2 separate regions of the Mus musculus genome follow, and region 2 is linked to region 1. The links are chromatin contacts, called in public Hi-C maps. All regions are on one chromosome and are shown on one strand. Each heading gives the region's core, a stretch centred on a gene start, on an enhancer-like site or on the middle of the called end of the contact. The rest is flanking DNA. Distances are from core to core; before and after follow the strand shown. Region 1 overlaps Gpc6 (glypican 6). Region 2 overlaps Gpc6 (glypican 6).

Region 1 (5,827 bases), core at 2,348-4,847:
CACAGATATAAATCCCCTCACAAACTCAAAATTTAATGAGACTACAATCAATTTAATTTCAAAAGCTATAGAAGTGTTTTGTGTGTAAACAAATAATCCAAGAATCACAAAAACTAAAATCAAACTGGAAAGTCTCTTCAGCAGGCATGGCACACTACACCATTGTACAGCCTTGTACAATTGCTTGTTTTACATTAACAGTCTTATTAGGGCAAACAGAGTTCTTTAAACTGAATTGCTTATAGTTAACTGCTTTGTTTACTCTGAATCATGTTGACAAGGGCATAAAAGTTACAATGTGTGTTCGTGTGTGTGTGTGTGTGTGTGTGTGTGTGTGTGTGTGTGTGAAGAGTCTCACTTTGTGTCCCAGAATAGACTTGAAGTCACGATGCTTCTGCCTTCGCTTCCTGAGTGATAAGTGTGCTTGCGCCATGTTTCTAAAATATCTGTTCCCCATGTCTTTAAAATATTTCTATGTAGGGAGGTAAAATGGTGGGTAGTTTTCTGAAGCCTAGGGAGATTGATGTTTATCGTGGTTAAAACATGTGTTAGTTGGGCCATCCCTGAAGAGTTCCCGTTCCAACACCTACCAGCTACTCTGATGGAACTCTTCTACGTGTCAGGATTCTAAAGATAAGACATCGTATCTGAGGTCCTCAGGTTGAAAATAATCCAACTGGAAGATTCTGTGAAACCTACACGGACAAACCCACAGGCAACATGGTTTGTCTTCACAGTCAACAAAAGTCTTTGGCTGAGTTGACAGTAACCATGGTGAAGGATGTGATCCACTTTATACACCTCGACTTTATCTGGCCGCTCAGGTCACAGCGCAAAGTCTGCAGGAGGCTTGCAGATTGTTTTCCCAACCTACCCACCATATTTAGGAGTAGAGCTACCAGCATATAGCAGCTCTGGGATTGCTATCCAACAACGTTCTTAAGCAATTGAATTGGAAAAGTTTAGCAGAGAACTTGGGGATGCTGACATCTGTGCCCTTTATTAAGTAGCCGAGCATAGCTGAATAAAACTGATTAAGCCTGACGTGCTCCAGCTCCTTACGTCCCTGGCAAGAGAGGATATGCTGGATAATGTCATCAATTCCAACAAACTCAATTATGGGTTGGATAGAGAACTCTCGGGTACCAGCGGCCTCCGAGCAGATAAAAGTGTTTAATAAGTAAGTCCCAGAGCAGAAAACATCAAGTAATTTTTACAAATAGCATATCTAGATATTTGTTCCCAAATTTTAGTTTGCAAACTCTGTTCTATTCTGTTAGAATGTAAAACTATATTGAAGGAAGGGGGAGCAACTTTCTTGATAAATCTTAAGGAAAAGGAGGTCAATCGGATTAAATCACACACACACACACACACACACACACACACACATGCGCACACACACACACGCATGCACGAATGCACACACACGCACGCACACTCACACGCGCACACACACTTGTACATCACAAATGAGACAATAAACACAACAAAAAGAGAAAAGATGGGAAAATATAACTAAAGTAGATGCCTGAGAAGAGGTTAATATCCTCAAAAACATAAGAAATTCATGTAAGTCCAAAGAAGAATACACATTTATAAATGGAGAAATGGCCTGAATCAGATTTCTGTCTGTATGACAACAGATGGCCAAAACCAAACCAAACCAAACCAAACCAAAATATGCACTTTCACTAATTTTATGTGAGAAATGAAAAAAGAGAAGCAACAAGACCTATTTGTACTGCTGAAATAATGGTTATTCGCAAAAGTCAAATATAAAATGTGCAGGCTAGCAAGTGGGGGACATACCCTGTAGACAGTCTGCAGGATGCAAGTAGGTGCCACTGATGTGTGCAAGTGGTAGAGATTTCTCAAAAGTATAAGAACTGAACTATCATGAAGCCGCAGAAAGGCTCAGCAGCTAAGAGCACTTGGCAATGAAATGGATTCTGGTCCCAGCATCTATGCGACAATTCACAACTACCTGTAACTTCAATGCCCTCTTCTGGCCTCTATGGGCATCATACTTGTGGGTAGTGCACATATATACAAGCTGGCAAGACAAAAAAATTATAAACAAACAAACAAACAAACAACAACAACACAACCCTGAGAACATAAAAGCAGAACCTTTACGTTTCACTCTTTGGTTTCATCATGGATGCTATATCCAAATGAAATAAAACCGGCTGTGACGAATCTGTAGAGTTTTCTTCATCACAGTTTAGTTGATACAAGGAGTCCCAGGGTCCATCAAATAGACAGCGAAATAGAATGGGATATCTAGATGCAACACAATGCGGTTTGGCGATTGAAAAGGGCTGCTGTCCAGAGTGTCTGTGTGCATGAAATTGAAGGGCATTGTGTTAAATGAAATAAGCCAGGCACAGTAAGAGAAAATCCAAATGTTCCCCCTCATACTGAAAACGCGGAAAATTGATTGTGTAGAAGTAAAGAGGAGAAAGGTGGCTGTGGCTGGGTGTAGTTGAGGGAGGCGGTAAGATGTTGGTCAAATGTTAGAGCAGTGGTTCCCAACCTTTCTAATGTTGTGGCAACCATCAACCATAGAAATGTTTCATTGTTGATTCATAACATGCAATTTAGCCCAAAGGGGTCACACCCATTTGAGGACTGCTAGATTAGAGTGAGTTCGAGAGATTTGTCATATAGTTGATGATATATTAATGCTTCATGTTCTTATAGACAATAAATATCTAAGGTGATACTTGCCAATATTCTACAGTGCATGAATGTTTAAAACATATTATACATATAATAATTTAAAGGTTAATGTAAAATAACCATAATAATAAATCCTGTCAGAATCAGGATTGAATCTTCTCTGGCTTCTGCCAATAAAGATGCTATACTCGGCAGTAAAATTTACATATCCCTTTTTTTTTCTCCCTAAAGGTTCCTATGAATTCTCTTAAAACTTAAGATATTAAGGTAAACTTCATATAAGGGTAATAAAATATAACTATTCTTTATAATTCATATAGTTGCTTTTTAAGCATTCACCTGATGTCACACTCTTATTATTTATAATCATTATGTTAAATAATAATGTCTCAGCTCAAAGTTAACAGTGGACATGGTTTGTTTCTCAAAGGAGGAATGGAGGCTTAGGCTCCTGCTAACCTTTGGATGTCCTAGTGCAACAGAAGGTCTCCTGGAAAAGCTCATAGGCTTCGGCTATCTCTTACACAAGATGCCCTTCCACATTAGCAGAGTGTTCAAGGCATTGGCTGGAGAAGATGTAAAAAGCCAGACCAACAACACTCTATAAGCTGCTCCTGTGACCACAAATGACTGCTGCTAGGGATCTCTCAAGATCCTCACAGTTCCAGTTCTGATGTAGTACTAGATCCCGAAGCACAGCAAAGTCAAAGGATACCAAGGTTAGAGTCACATACAGAAAGATGGATTATTTCCCCTTCGGTCATTTATCCCCAGTGAAGGGAACCAGGCATTAAGGAACCATTAGGTCCGAAGCCATAAGGATCTGATTTATGATGTATGAACTAAGTGACCTTTGGCAGGCTACTAAATCTCTCCTGAGCAGTCATTATCCTTATCAACAGCCTGCTAGGCATGGTGTCCACAGTTGAGGCAGGGAGAGTGACAGGGCCTGCTGCATGGTGCATCGTTGAGACACATAAGGTTTCTTCTGTGGTTTCAAGTAGTTAATCACACATACTTGAAACATTTCAGTCCTGTTCCTGCTTTCTACGCTATCCTGGCTAAAAGCCACATTTTTTTCTTCTAATTTGCTTCTGTTTCTGAGGCCTGGTGTGTATTCTATTCTTCAGAGTTGACTTAATCATGCTGGCCTTGTTTTACATGCCTTGGCTCTGCTCTCTTTCCCAGCACACACAGGCTTTGACACTTACAATGGCTTGCAGCCCTCTGCCCGATTCTTGGCTTATCTCCAAACATGAAAGGCAGAATTTCTTAGGTCTACCCATTCATCTATTTCCCCAAGAGGGGATGTGTCTGAATACCTTCCAACACCACCCGTTCATTCCGGCTGTCTGTGTGTCAGAGTGCAGGAGCTGAGCTTTCTTCTTTATAATTCAATAAATCGTCAAGGAATGTTTCCCTTTTCCAAAATCTGTCTTGAGTTAGTTCTCAATTCAAGGTCAGACTTTATCTTATTTTCCAGTGTGCTTCATGGAGTATGCAACTATAGGACAAAACTAAAGTCAGTTTTAAGGCAAGGTAATTAACGGTTTTACCTTTCCTTCCGCTACTATGAAGATGGTCTGGTACATAAAGACACAAGTCTCTGTGTGGGCGTTATGGTACAAACACTATCATGAAAACCTGGTGAATTGAGTTTAAAGTCCAAAACCCACATACAAAGCCAGATGGACAGTACTAATCTGCACCCCAGTGTTCCTAAAGTCATGAGGGTGGCCAGACAGGAATATCACCCAGAAGTTCCCAGGCCATCTAACCCAGACAGTGCCACATGGCTAAAACAAGAGGAACCCTATTGCTACAACGTAGAAGAAAATGATTGATTATTGAAAGCTGTCCTCTGTCATAGGCAAGCCTCACCCCAAATAATAATCAAAGGCCAATATTGATTAAATAAATAAACCTGCCATTTTTATTCATAATAACTCACTAGAAAATTGCTTCCTATTAACGCAGTTATCAGACAAAGCCCTTTGCTTTCATTCACCCCGAGATCACTTTTCTTTGAGGTTGGGACTCTTAGGGTTTCTGGTGATCATTTGTATTTTGTATAGAAAGTGTGAAAATACAGTTGCATGAGTTACAGTTTATCACATGTCTCAGATTTCAGCTCCTGACATGTTTCATTCTGGCCTTTCGTGAAGCTAGTGTTATCCTTGGGTCCCAGTTTTCTGTTAACTAGGTTATAATACCCTTCCTCCCCTGTATTTCTAGGAAGCCATTGGAAACGTTTTATAGTTTTACTAAAGCATGCAGAATATTATCTTTAATAGAAGTCCCTTGTTAAAACAACAACAACAACAATAACCAAAACAAAAAACCTAAACCAAAACCTCATGTGATGGCTTGTCTAGAGCGTGCAGTGACAGGAGGCCAGGCTTCATGTTTCGATCCACCTGACCTCACTTAAGCCAAGTTCTCTCAGATTGCCCTTGCAGGGTGGTAAACCCACTTGAATGCCAGCTCCCTGTCACTTACTGTCCCATATCACCCAGGACCTTGGGAAAGAAGTGACTCACAAAGGACACGACTGCATGCTGCTGGGGAATCACTGTTTAATGCTGCCCTGAAGCTTCTGTCAACAACAAAGTATGAGTAAGTGACTAGGTCAGATGGACAAGGACATTTGAAAGTCCACACAAGAGAAAGTCATATTTGGTCATTCTAAAAAAAAAAAAAAAAAAAAAAAAAAAAAAAAAAAAAAAAAAAAAAAAAAACAGGCAAAGGAAGAAAGACAGAAAACTAGAACAAAAGAGAAAAGGAATTCAGGGGCTTCATAGGAAGAACGAGCCACTATTGTCTTCAATAACCCACTGGAAGTTACTATTTAGAACTTAGGAAGTAAGTCACCACATGTTATTGAAGTTTTAATTCTAAGGATGGGTAACCAATAAACACTAAATGCATTTTCCATGTATTTTCACAACAGCGTTATTTAAGGAAACAGAGAGCAAAAGATATGGTAGAAAGGATGCTATTCCTGTCCTCTATTGTGTCATAAGAAACCCATTCCAAGTGGTCTCCAGGCAACTAATTTCCAAAGATACACCTTGTTTTAAAAGTGCCGGAATGAGATTTAATACATTTGTGGTGTTTTGGATGAGAAATGTCTCCTATAGGC
Region 2 (5,827 bases), core at 1,018-3,517, 250 kb before region 1:
CCCCGAGAAGTATTTTTTTAGTATGCTGAGAGAGATGTCTTTCCTTTCTCCCTTTCCACATCCTCTTCATCCTTCCACGCAAAGATTCTGCAGGCCGAGAGAAGCTGGGGAGTAGGCTGGGCTGAAATTTTTCATCCATCCGTATGTTCTACCATTCCTTGTACTCTTCTGGTTAAAAAGGATAAAGTAGAAGGATTGAACAAGGGCAAGTCCTCCCATTAGTATGTAGAGAAGGATGGTCTCGACCAATCACCTTATAGTGGAGGATAGCCTCACCCAATCACTACAGAGTGGAGGAAAACCTCAACCAATCACTTTATAGTGGGGGTTGGCCTTAACCAATCACCACGTAATGGAGGATAGCCTCAACCAATCACCATGTAGTGGAGGATGGCCCCTGACCAATCACCATGTAATGGAGGATGGCCCCGACCAATCACCATGTAGTGGAGGATGGCCCCGACCAATCACCATGTAGTGGAGGATGGCCCCGACCAATCACCATGTAGTGGAGGATGGCCCCGACCAATCACCATGTAGTGGAGGATGGCCCCGACCAATCACCATGTAGTGGAGGATGGCCTCGAACATGTGATGCTTATGCTTCTACCTCCCTAATGCTGGAATTTCAGGCACCACGCCTATTGTTTAGTCTACTGCCGAGCCACGCCCAGTCCCGTTCATAGTTCTAAGCTCAGGTTGCTTAGTATTCCCTGTCCAACGTGAACACTGTGTAAACAGTTGTTACACTGATTTAGGGAATAGCGATGAAGAGGTCCTCGTATGTTCGGAACAGTATGTTTTTTTTTTTTTAATTTTTTAATATTTTTTGATCCAGGGTCGGTGGAATACGTGGATGCTAATGTCTATGCTAATTAACAGCCCAAGAAGTTTAACTAGTGCTGTCAGGTGACTTGTTGAATTTTGAGCGTTTCAGACAATTTCTGGAATTTTAATTTTCAGTATGTGTGCTCCCTGCTCCAGGTCGAAGGGATAAGTGATGCTTTACGGAATTTGCGATGGCGCCGTCGAGAGAGGGATATATATGTTCTCACACTTGCCTTTTCCACAGGAACGTGTTAATTAGCAGAGAGGCCTCATTACACTCAGCAAGCAGGCTTTTTGCCGACCCAGATCTGGATTGTTTTATTTTATTTTTCTCTCCCAAATCCCCAATTGAGGAGAAGCATCTCGTTTTCTCCAGGGTCTGGGGATGAGGGAGGATGAAGCAATCTCCCGTTACAAACGCTCATGGTTTGTCACATAGTAAAGTTACGAAAAAACAAGGTTTGGGTAAAGATGTGGAAGTGGGTCTCTTGGCAGACTGCAGGGCTGTCTGGACAGATGCACTGGCTCCTGGTCCACAGCAGAGCAGCATCACAGAGAGCCTCAGCTCAAGAACGGCATGCTTCGTGATGGTGTGTGTGTGTGTGTGTGTGTGTGCCCGTGTGTGTGTGTGTGCCCGTGTGTGTGTGTGTGTGTGTGTGTGTGTGTGTGGCAGGAGCCCTGGATAGGCTTAGAAGGGAAACTGGCTTCCAGCTGTGCTCTGCCAATGTGCTGCAGTTTTATAGGACCAAGTGGGGAACATGGGAGACCTCGCGCTCCTCTCTTCGCTTCTGTGATGCCTCCTCAGGCCAAGACTAGCTGGAGCCCTTAGAGGCCTTGGATACACTGACTCATCAGGCTTCCAGGGTGGAGCAGGCTGGTGACAAGGGAGAATGACTTTTCAGGAGCACAGAGAAGCCACCAGCCCCATCTGCCTGTATGCAGTTTCGCCCTGGCTTCTTCGTTTCATACAACACAATCTTACTGCTGAGTAGCAGTGCTGAGTGTCTCAGCCTGAGGAGCGCAGGGAGTGGCCCAGGGAGCTGTAGGCCAACCCAATCCCCTTCCTGACAGCATTGCCAGACTGCCTTCATCTGTTTCCTCAGCCTATTTCCTTAAAGGTGGAGCCATCTCCAGACCAACTGCCTACATACAGCCCTTACACCTTTCCTCAGCCTTGAGGCTCTGCAGAGAGGGCAAAAGCCACTCTTCAGTAAACACAGAGGAGCATAGAAGAAGGGCGCGCAGCATCCCAGGAAGCCCCAGCCTGCCACCACCGAACCCTGGTTTCCCACCTCTGGGTCTTGTTTTGCTGTCTATGTTTCTTTTCTTCTCCTTCCCTCGCCCTTTGTTCTCTGTTTCCAAGGCTTCCTGACTGTGTGGTTTAATTACCCGTCTGCCCTTGCCTCTTCGAAATCGTCTGGAATGTTTCTGAGACATCCAGTGCTGACTCAACCCCATCAGGGAAATTCATGAGGATACGCTACCAAGGATCCGATTCCCTTAGTAACAGCTCTTCACTGTTTCATGTCTGGTTATTTTTATTTAAATCTGAGACCGAGGGAGTTAGCGTGGTGGGCCGAGGTCATGGAGGGCAGCTCAGACCAGTGACCTAGCCACAGATTCACATTCTTTAGGAGCTTTTGTCATTTGAGCTGACCTCCCTATTCAGGCAAGGGCTGATTGCTATTCCTCTTGGTTTTGGGGGGGGGGATAAGGAAGCGAGTTCCCACCCCCCACCCCTAGGGAGATTGTGGTTGAGTGAATTAGAGGCTCAATCACGGGCCCAGATGTGCCATCTTAACTCCCTGGAGCCTCCCATCACTTTCCTATAGTTTTGTGTTCCCACAGAAGACACTGGGACTTCAGGAGCTGGTCTGTCTCAGAACCAGTGTGACATGGGACAGCTGTATAAAGCACTGCCTCCTGAGGATTCACTCTGGGCAGATTTGGTTCTCAGAAATTCTCATTAAGCAGAAGAATGCAGAGGGCTCGCTGGGGATCTGTGTCCCTAGGCGGTGTTTTATGGAAGCTTGGGGGAAAGTTGCCATCCATAGACTTTTTATTATTATTATGACTCTGTCTTTATGGGGCTCCTCCCACTCTTCACCTTTCTCCTTTGTGTTTCTGGTTTGAGTAGGTGCTGCTGGCCTTTTCTGTGAGAGAGCCGTGTGCTAATATGTGCGGGGTACAGGAAGTGAGTGCAGAAGGCACTGAAACATAAATGCAAACTCACCTGCTCCCTGCCCGGAAAGTCTGCGCTCTCTCTCTCTCTCTCTCTCTCTCTCTCTCTCTCTCTCTCTCTCTCTCTCTCTCTCTCTCTCTATGTTGGATATTTTCATTAATCATTCTCGAGTTCTATTTTGAGACAGGATCTCTTGGTTGGACCAGGAGCTAACTAACCAGTTGGGTTAGTCTGTCTGCCCCATGAGCCTCCTGCCTCCATTTCTCCAACTCTGGTGCTACATAGGTGCACATTTCCCCAGCTTACTTGCTGGGTTCTGCGGGATAGAACCCAGGTCCTCATGCACAGCTAGCATTTTACCAACCCAGCCATCTCTTCAGACCACAACCATTATGCTTTTTAAAAGTCACAGTCTACTAATGTCAGACACTCATGCACAGTTAGCCCTGTGCCTGAGAGGGTGACATTTGTCTGTGGATCTCTTGCCTACTGCCGACTCCTGTTCTGTATCCTCTCCTGTTTATCCTTCACCTTCTGCTGAGATATCAGCTTTTTCTTGTGTGTTTTCTAGCTTCCCAGACTGTCCTAGAAGATGCCCCACTGCCTCTGTGTACCAATTCTTCCTTCCAGGCACTTCCACAAGATGGATCTTTCATTCCATTCTGTATAGAACAGGGAGATCAATAGATATCTTACATACACATATATGTCTTTGAATTGTATCACTTTCTCCAAAAGACACAGTTAAGGCACATATATAAAAACATGTATATATAAGACATATAAAATTTTTACAGCAGGATCCACGGTGGGATGCCAGTGTGAATGCATAGCTCGGATGAGTGAGCCCTGTTCAAATTGCTCTGTGTGCTGTGGCTGCTCCTCCCCTTGGTTTTCTTTGTGTAGTACAGGGTCTTGCAATGTATCCCTGGTTGGTCTGTAACTTACTGTGCATATCAGGTTGGCCTTGAACTCCCAGCAATCCCCCTGCCTCTGTTTTCCCAGTGCTGAGGTTACAGGTGCCATGACCACAGTTAGTCTACTTTCCCCACTCTGACAAGTAGCCAGGCTCAGAGATGTTTCCCAGCACAGAGCTTCAACACCTGCCTGGAATCATCCTGGAACCATAGAGGACTTTTAAGAATACCAAGTCTGGACCAACACCCATGGAGAAATCGCTCCATCTGGAACACAACCTGAGCCTGTGGAATTTTTAGAAGTCCCAGGTGGTTGATCATAATATGTGGCCAAGACTGAAATACCCCGTAAGAGGAGTTGTCTCTGGTTTGGAGATGGGAGCTGGGATAGTGAGGAGGGAGATGCTAAGAGACTCAGCCACCAGGTGTGTGAAATTAGAAAGACCACATTCTCTAAGAAATAGAGAAGTTCCCAGCATATTCATATTTTTTTTTATTTGAAGAGCAGCAGGGCTTCAATCTCTGTGCTAAGCACACCAGTGAGAACAATTCTGCCACCACAGCTGCCAAAGAGAAACCGTTGAGCAACTTCTTGCCCTGGACTTTAGGAATCTTAATGAGATACCGAGTACCTTGGATGAACACAGCGTTAAAACCTAGAGGAGATAAAGACAGATTCATAAGGAATGTTTCCTCCAGACTGTGACAATGGCGTATGCCACTTGACTTAAATGCTTAGAAGCCTGTGACTAAGGAAGGTCTCTTGAATGAAGTGGCTTGTGAGTTAAACACTGAAGAAATGGCGTGTTGTGACTGAGAATCGAGTGGAAGGCCATCTAGGTACGGCAGCAGCAAGGAACTGCAGAAGGGCAGGGGCCATTTGGAGAGCAGCATATGTGTGTGGCAGAATTTTCCCTATCCAGTCTATTTAAATATTAGTGCAGCAGGAGGCCTGTGACGGGGCAGGGAAAAGGGAGGTTGGGGGAGGGAGGCAGAAGCCACGATGAAGGCAGATGGGCAGGGAGAAGATCCTGATTCCACATGCTTTTAAATAGCCATAGGTAGTTATGAATATCATATAGGGATAGACTAATTGGGATAACTTGTCTGATCTAGGTGGGCAGCTTGTATTATTATCAACTGGCTCTGAAATTATCATGTGGGCATCTTGTGAATTGAAAATTTATTGATACATAAATATGACTTTTTAATTATAAGCTTCTAGAGTTTTGTTTCTACTGGGTTGCTGGGTGTTGTGGCGGCTGACTGCGGGGTAACTGGTTGCTGTGGGGGGACCAGCTAGAGACAGAGGCGGCAGGCACCTCGCAGAGCGTAACAGGGCAAGCGCAGGAACTTGTCCATTCACTTTAATATTTCCCACAACATATGTGTTCTCCTGCAAAAGGGACGTGTAGGACCATAGCTATGGAGCAGAGGCAGGAAAGGAGGTGTGGTGTGGAGTACAGAGGCATTAAGGTCAGGGCTACCGAGCTGGGGGTGACTCCTCAGGCGATGCAGGCTAACTACATGTGGGAATGCGGACGTTCCACCGTGAGATGGATGCTTCAGAGAATGATTAATCCTGGGTGAGCGTTAAAGCTGGAGATGAAGAGACTGAGCAGAGCAAAAAGATGGAAGCCACAGGGGCAATGGGGCTGTGAGGGCAAGAACAGTTCTAGGCCAGTGGCAGAAGGAAAAGAAGGAAATGCATATGAGGTCGATACATTTCAATGGCAGAACATACAGGAATTTATAATAAACTGCATGGTTCTGGGTGGTGAAGAAGAGGACTCAAAGCTAACCCTGGAGGTTTTCCTTGGGTGAGTTGGCCTCTAGGAAGCTTGCTCTTCTCACAGGTCTCAGTCAGACACCGTGAGGCTGTTCCACTCTCTTCACCACG

What was found. A called contact is a pair of places that touch in the nucleus more often than the background predicts.
Region 2: a Hi-C map of adipose-derived mesenchymal stem cells shows a contact between it and region 1, with 2.1 times the contacts expected there. The contact joins two enhancer-like sites. A contact is called at or near these places in 6 of 484 Hi-C or Micro-C datasets (the HPC-7 cell line, the N1E-115 cell line, adipose-derived mesenchymal stem cells and 3 more), 1 of 115 datasets of contacts at active chromatin or transcription factors (embryonic stem cells) and 1 of 9 other capture datasets (embryonic stem cells).

Annotation. Positions count from the first base shown.
Region 1 is chr14:117,679,516-117,685,342 of GRCm38.p6, reverse strand. All of the region lies in intron 4 of Gpc6 (glypican 6), which reads right to left. Among named protein-coding and RNA genes, the nearest start is that of Gm52111, 100 kb to the left of the region's middle. Within about 2 kb of position 3,597, at least 25 of the 459 cell types and tissues checked have an H3K27ac peak or open chromatin away from gene starts, as enhancers often do. A contact at or near this core is called in adipose-derived mesenchymal stem cells, where this site is marked.
Region 2 is chr14:117,927,186-117,933,012 of GRCm38.p6, reverse strand. All of the region lies in intron 6 of Gpc6 (glypican 6), which reads right to left. Among named protein-coding and RNA genes, the nearest start is that of Gm52110, 20 kb to the right of the region's middle. Within about 2 kb of position 2,267, at least 140 of the 459 cell types and tissues checked have an H3K27ac peak or open chromatin away from gene starts, as enhancers often do. A contact at or near this core is called in adipose-derived mesenchymal stem cells, where this site is marked.